2 separate regions of the Bombyx mori genome follow, and region 1 is linked to region 2. Evidence: chromatin contacts called from public Hi-C data. All regions are on one chromosome and are shown on one strand. Each heading gives the region's core, a stretch centred on a gene start, on an enhancer-like site or on the middle of the called end of the contact. The rest is flanking DNA. Distances are from core to core; before and after follow the strand shown.

Region 1 (3,946 bases), core at 82-2,581, 51 kb before region 2:
CTTTAACGTTTTTTACTTAAGCTCTATTGGAATATTTAACAGTGCGAATGTGACGTATACAATTTGTTGTCCCACAACACTTATTGCATACTGAAAGCTCTGTAAGCGTTTTTTTTTACAAAAGACTTGTAATCTGTACGAAGCGTCGCCTGAGAAGTCCGTCGGGCCATCGATGTGCGACCCTACGCGGACCTTGATCATAGATAAACTACCAAATCGCTGGTTCTCAATCTTCGCGAAAAACGCACTAAATTATTAATCGGAACATTGTCCCTAAATTCGATAATAAATATTTAATTTTCGGCCCTCGCAAGGTGTTTTAAAGTTAACAACCACAGGTCGCAGAAAGCAGAGACAGGGCACCGGGAACATTCATGCGCGCTCGTCCGACAGACCATGTCTACGCCGCACCGATAATAATATACTATATAAAAAAATCTTCGAATAACAAAATCAATAATTCTTCACTAAGTTCTCTTTCTAATCAATATAAAATAATAATATGCCTACACAAATATAAGTGTACTAAAAAATTGTTACACAAAGGAAATAATAATATTTGGTTAATCGCTCTAACCCCATACAGCAGACAACAGCGATAGTAAACCATAAACAAACAAAAAAATACTGAATCTGTACTATACATAATAATACTATATACTAAAAAACATTTTTTTCTTTCATTGCACGAAACATAGTAAAAAGTTTATCTAATTCTTAATAATGAAAAATATACAACATCTATTTATAATATTTAAGTCAAATAAATAACTATTTTTAATAATAAATATTACCAGAAAACCGTGTAAAAGAACATGTCAGTCTAAATGTAACAATGTCAATGAGAAAGAGACGGATGCGGAAACACATGCAGTAATACTTTTAGTAACAAAACTAACAACCAATACAATAAACATATCAGAGCCGCGCTGCTCGGGTCGGGGGCCGCCCCCCACGCGGGGGGACCGACGGCTAACGATAATACTTAGTAGAGGGGACAGAATACTTGATACGCTAAAGCTATGTATAGAACGGGTAAGTTCGTCTTTTTAAGTACACGAAGAACGACCTAATATAATAATAATTAGTCTAATTTAACAAACACTATGTTAAACAATAAATGCAAGTCGCGGGCTAGCTGCCTGTCGCGAGCTACTAGCTACTCTACTGGCCGGGGCGGCGGCCGGGGGCGGAGGCCGGGGCGCCCCGGCGCGACTCAACCGAAACCATTAACATTCAATAACTTTTTAAATTTCGACTTATCAATAGATGCGCCGGTCGACTCCGTGAGCAATGCGTTGAGCGCTGTGCGAGCGAGAGGTCGACACTGCCGACAGAGGGGGTGCGACAGAGACGGAGAGTCGGCCGGCGCGTGGACAGCATGGACGCGACTGGGACGGCACAGTGATCCACCAACAAACTCAAACATCACGACTACAACAACATGGACGAGACAGAGACGACGCGACCGACGCGTCGCCCGGTAAACAGATTACATAGTCTTTTTGCGCACGCAATGGATGGATGTCGACGATAATGATTCTTTTTCTTTAGAAATTTCACATTTGGACGTAACGGGGGGCCGCGTCCGTCCGGCGCGCGGGGAGACCGCGGACCACAACGGCGCCAATAAATATTCGCTTAACAAAATACACCGGTCCTGTTACAAAAATAATCGATTCGCGTCGACGCGCGATATCGAGTGAAGAAATCGATACGAAAATATGTCCCGAGGAAAGGGAAGGGGTAGGCCGGGCGCGGCCCCGGGCTGGGGACCGCCGCGCCCGCGTCCGGCAGCCCGCCGCAATTTGACCGTTCCAGCGGCGCCGGACGAGGCCCGGACCGGCGCCGCGACGGGGGCCGGACGTGCGGCGCGATTCACATTACATTAAAAAGTTTACAAAACGTACAAATAGGGGACCGGGCCGGTGAGGCTGGAGCCCTAGGTCCGCAGCAGACGGCGCAGCAGGACGGCGACGGCCTTGACCGGCGCCAGCAGTCGCTAGAAGTCCCTCCCCCTGCCGCCCCGCACCCCGCCCGCCTTGGGCACGCGCCGGGAGCGCATCTCGCGGTCCACCTGCGACACACGTCACTGTCAGATGACGTCACAGCGGACCGGTGACGCAGCAATCCACAAATATGTCTAGTTCCTCTTACGTGACGCGGCATTCGCGAACATATCGAGTCTGATCACATGTTTTTTTTATTGCTTAGATGGGTAGACGAGCTCACAGCCCACCTGGTGTTAAGTGGTTAAGTTAAGGCTGCCCCACGCTTCAAACCGAAATGCATTACTGCTTCACGGCAGAAATAGGCAGGGCGGTGGTACCTACCCGCGCGGACTCACAAAATGTCCTACCACCAGTCCTAAATCAGGTTACCTACATCTGAGGTTAGACGGTTGTGTCCGACGCGGCGTGTGTTGCTCGTATGATGGACATGATCTCAAACACCCTTGAACATCCGACCCTTTGGCTCGATGTCGACGGATTATTATATTTAGTTAGTTAACCCTTTCAAATATTTTTGTAGGGAATTTCTACTTGAGCAACAAAGTGCGGAGGCAGGGATTTTGTAGATTATGCCACATGTTTAAATTTAGGTATTATTAGATTATTTTTTATAGATTAGTCTATATTATTTTAGTTTTATTAGTTTAGTTTATTATTTTATAGATTAAAATTACAGGCAGCGGCAGAATAGCAGCGATAGTTTCAGCTACCACAAAGCTGGGCCGCGGCCTTTTTATCTCCACTGTCAGTATAATTAATTGTAATATTGTTTAGATATAATTAGAAATTTAGGTCATATATTTTTTTTTGTTGCCTTTGTAGGCAGACAAGCGTACGCCCCACCTGATGGTAAGTGGTTACCGTCGCCCATGGACTTCAGCAAAGCCAGGAGCAGAGCCAAGCCGCTGCCTACTGCTTAATACTCTCCACAAGCCTCGTTTGAAGAAGGACATGTCAATTGGAAAGTTATTTGTATTGTGGAGTAAATTAATATTATTATTATATTTAGTTAGTAGGACCATTACCTCCAGCTCCTCGAGCCGTTGCGTGAGCGCCAGCTTCTGCTGCACGGCGAGGCGCAGCAGCTGGTTGAGGGTCTTCTTCTCATCCTCGGCCCCGGAGAGCGCCTGCGTCAGCTCGTCCACCTGCGTCACGTACTCCTCGCAGCGCGCCGCGAACATGGCACGCAAGCCTGGAACGGACGCTCACACATCTAGCTATTTTATTTCACACTAGCCGACCCGGCAGACTTCGTAGTGCCTCAATCGATAAATAAAAGACCTAAGCTTTTGTATAACATAAACTTAAAACAAAAGGAATCCGTCCGACGGAGGACACATCAGAGGAAAAACAAAATTGTTATTTTTATTTAATTCAGAGCATTTTCATTTTTATCTACCTTCCTACCTTCTCTGGACTTCCACAAATAATTGAAAACCAAAATTAGCCAAATCGGTCCAGCCGTTCTCGTGTTTTAGCGAGACTAACGAACAGCAATTCGTTTTTATATATAGATAGAAGAAGATGAGTGAACGAGCTCATAGCCCAACTAATGTTGACTTTGAGACACCACCTTGAAACATTTTCAACGGTAGGCAGTGGCTTGGCTCTGCCCCTGGCATTGCTGAAGTCCACGGGCGACAGTAACCACTCACCATCAGGTGGGCCGTATGCTCGTCTGCCTTCTTCTTCTTAGTTTGGTTTCCTCAATACTGAGGGTCGTGACCACCCCCTCGCAACAAGAGTTTATTCCGGATCATTCCACGCCATTTCCCTCTATCTGCCGCCGAGTGTAGAGCATCGTGAACTGTGGTATCGAGGGTAGTGCGGATCTGGTCAGTCCAACGTGTCGGGCCTCTAAGTATTTAGTGATCGCCTACAACGGCAAAAAAAAAAAAGCCAGTACTGACTCGAGAACGTAGCGGCGTCCTCCT
Region 2 (3,595 bases), core at 943-3,442:
CCGCAGCACCACCGCCACCACCAGCGCCCACTCCACGCAGCACGCCTCCGTCATCAGCTGCAGGAAGTACCTGCCGTGCGACGAGACCACCGTAACGAGACTGCCAGTTGGCTCACGGACCGTATCATCCTTATCACAGAGTATAAGAGCACCCTCCACGGTGTTTCCCGAGCGCTATGACATGTCCTTTTTCAAACGAGGCTTGCGGAGAGTACTTTATGGTAGGCAGCGGCTTGACTCTGCCCCTGGCATTGCTGAAGTCCATGAGCGACGGTAACCACTTACCATCAGGTGGGCCGTATGCTCGTCTGCCTACAAAGGCAATGAAAAAAAATTAGTTCGGGAGTCGACAGATCGCTACTGCAATGCCAACAAACTAAATTAAACATAACAATTTTCCTATTTAGTTGAAGGTCACGAACGTATAGTGAAGTTTGTTCGAGACCGTAAGTCCAAAGTATTTTCAATTTTTTTTTCATTGATCGCTTCAACCTGCCAATTTTTTTTTTTATTATCAAGATGACGAGCTCCAGTGTGAAGTGGTTACCGGAGCCCAAAAACAACAACATAAAGGCCGCCACCCAACATAGGGCATACCTATCCGCGCGGGCCCACAGGCGCCCTACCGCCGGTAATTTTTCTTGCTTATGTGGGTGGACGAGCTCACGATCCATCTGGTGTTAAGTGGCTGGTATAAGTTCTAAGGTCTCAGTATAGTTACAACGGCTGCCGCGCCCTTCAAACCGAAACGCATTGTTGCTTCACGGCAGAAATAGTCAGAGTGGTGGTACTCACCCGTGCGGACTCACAAGAGGTCCTACCAGCAGTAAACAAGAGGTAGTGAGGAGGTGGGTTACCTTAGCTGCACGTGCGGCACGTGGTCGCCCTTGCGCGCCTGGTGCGTGTGCAGCCGCTCCATGAGCGCGGCGTAGCGACGCTCCTCGCGCTCGGGCGCGTCGCCCCACGACACGCCGCCGCCCTCCGCCACGCTGCCCTCGCCCACCGAGCTGCGCACACATCACTTACTGCATCGTTTACATCCCTTCTATCAACTTGATCGTTAATGATTCAGTTTTATTTACTGAAGGTTGGCTGAACAACTAAAATTCAGTGTCTAAAATTAATTTGAAATAATCTCTATGTGCATCATGTGTCTTGACATAAGGCCAGATGCTCACACGACTAATATTCGACTAATATATAGGTATAGAGAACAGACCTGACGGGCCCGGGCGGCTGCGTGCGCAGCGGCAGGCTCACGTACCCGCTGTCCCCGCACGCGCTCTCCGCGTCCGCCGCCGGGCTGTGCGAGTCCACTGCGTACATACAATATTGTTTATTAACTAGAGATGAAATGGATAGTAGTTTAACCAGATGTCGAATACAGAATATTCGACGAGCTGCGAAGCCGAATATTCGGCTCTTACGGAAATATTCGTGCGCGTTCGGGTGTTGTCGCACGTAACAGAGATGGCGACAACAATTTGGTATTAATTCACCACAATTTGCCACTTGTTAATTTTGAATATCAAACAAACTAATTAATAAAACAATCACTTTTGACGTGCGATTATAAAAATAAAAGTTGTCTATAACCCACTATTTACTTATACTATTTGCCTTTTCTATAACCACGAGATTTTCTTAAATTTTACTACCCGAAATCGGGCCGGATACTGATTTACTATCCGGTATCCGGATATCCGTTTCATCTCTATTATTAATACGCTTTCATTAGCTTCAGACGTATAATAATATATCTTTGTAACGAAATCTTTGAACATGATTTTGACCCCCTTCAAAACGTCGGATTAACTCGAAATTTGGTATACTTATTAAGGACCGATGACTATTAAATATTGAAAAAAAAATTGAAAAAATTTTAATTCAACTAAAAAATGAAAAATAAACAATAGTTAAAAAAACTAACCAAAATACCCTTTTATAGAAAATCCAAATTTTACCGTTACATGTTTATACAATACAATAGACAACTCCCCACGACAGACGCTGGATGGGAGCCGTGGTTGCGATGTTCCTACCGAGCCCGCAGCAAGCCAGTACGTACCGGGCAACAAGCTGAGCTTCCTGCTGGGCTCGTCGTCATCCCGCACGGGGTAGGGCCACGAGAAGTCCTTGTGCACCCTGCGCAGGCACAGCACGGCGCAGTCCATCCTCGCCGCGCGCTCCCTCTCCGCCGCCAGCCACCCCACCAGCGGCAGGTCCAGCGACGCCGCCAGCCGGCCCAGCGACGCCAGCCTCCCCCGGATGAGCAGCTGTCGCGCGTGCCTCTGTATCATCATGTCTATGAAGAATTCTTCGGCGGTACCGTTGTATGATTCCCTGATGATGAAAAGCAATTTTTTTACTTGCTACCCAATTTTTTTTTGTTGCTTAGATAGGTGGACGTGCTCACAGCCCGCCTGGTGTTAAGTGGTTACTGAAGCCCATAGACATATACAACGTAAATGTGCCATCCACCTTGAGATATAAGTTCTAAGGTCTCAGTATAGTTTCAACGGCTGCCCCAACCTTCAAACTCGTCAGGTTTGAGTCCCGTGAGCTCACCTACTAGTTAAAGTTACGCTGAAATAGCCTCTCAAGGCTCTCACCTAGGTAGGACAAAAAAAATAAACCTTCACACCGAAACCCGTTACTGTTTCACGGCAGAAATAAGCAGTGTGGTGGTACCTACCCGCGCGGACTTACAAGAGGTCCAACCACTAGTAAGCCGATCACGCCAGCTTTGCTACCCGTGTAATGAGGCGTACCTCTCGCTCCTCGCAGGCACGGACTTCTTCCGTTTGACGGCGGCGGTGGCGCGCGCGGGGGGCGGCGGCGGGGGCGCGGGCGCGGCGGGCGCGGGGGGCGAGGGCTCCCGGGGCGACACCGTCGTGCTGAAGCTGCGGCCCCGCCCGCCTGCCAGCTGTGCCCGACACCAGGTATTTATTAATCAGGAGAGACTGCTTCCATGTCCGCGCACGCAGTAAATGGCGTACATGCTAACCAACGTACAGTCTTGTAGTAAAAGATGGGCAGCTGTTAGTACTTATAGTATGAAGACCTCTAAACAATGTCTCAAGATAGGCTGCCTCGCTGTTATGTCAATGGCAACCTTAACCGCTTTACTTCAGATGGATCCGGAACTGATCTAATCGTCTTCGCTGATGGGACGACGTGGGCATCATAAGGTATATACGGAACGGCTTATACACCAGCTTTGGTTTCACGCCGCAACGCATATGTCACGTGGAAACCCTCAGATCCTGACTAAATGTCCTGTATATTTACAAAAAAAGAAAAAGAAAAAGACTTGCCCGCTGAGTTTCTTGCCAGTTTTTCTCAGCAAGGAGGCTAGTTTTTGTGAATTGGCGGTAGTTCTTTTGACGTTCAACAAGTATGTACTTTCATTTATGATGAATATTTTTTTTTTTGATTTGATTTGATTTGTTTTACTATCGCACCGCCCGACACCGGAGTAGAGTTCATCCATACTAGCTGGAGCCACTGCGGTCATCCACAGTGCGTTTCCAGAGGTATTCTTTGACACGCGCCATCCGGCGCTATGACATGTCCTTCTTCAAACGAGGCTTGT

The links. A called contact is a pair of places that touch in the nucleus more often than the background predicts.
Region 1: a Hi-C map of midgut shows a contact between it and region 2, with 1.8 times the contacts expected there. The contact joins two enhancer-like sites. A contact is called at or near these places in 2 of 7 Hi-C or Micro-C datasets (midgut and whole pupa).

Annotation. Positions count from the first base shown.
Region 1 is chr19:2,139,001-2,142,946 of ASM3026992v2, reverse strand. LOC101740139 (protein bicaudal D) reads right to left here. Exons shown (of 12, transcript XM_038017822.2): 10 at 3,923-3,946; 11 at 3,038-3,204; 12 at 1-2,077. The coding sequence ends at 2,003. Among protein-coding and RNA genes, the nearest start is that of LOC101737541, 23 kb to the left of the region's middle. Within about 2 kb of position 1,331, at least 3 of the 8 cell types and tissues checked have open chromatin away from gene starts, as enhancers often do.
Region 2 is chr19:2,089,123-2,092,717 of ASM3026992v2, reverse strand. LOC101740281 (guanine nucleotide exchange factor subunit Rich) reads right to left here. Exons shown (of 27, transcript XM_038017599.2): 21 at 2,772-2,926; 22 at 2,069-2,343; 23 at 1,220-1,316; 24 at 858-1,007; 25 at 1-70. Among protein-coding and RNA genes, the nearest start is that of CPR135, 9.4 kb to the right of the region's middle. Within about 2 kb of position 2,192, at least 3 of the 8 cell types and tissues checked have open chromatin away from gene starts, as enhancers often do.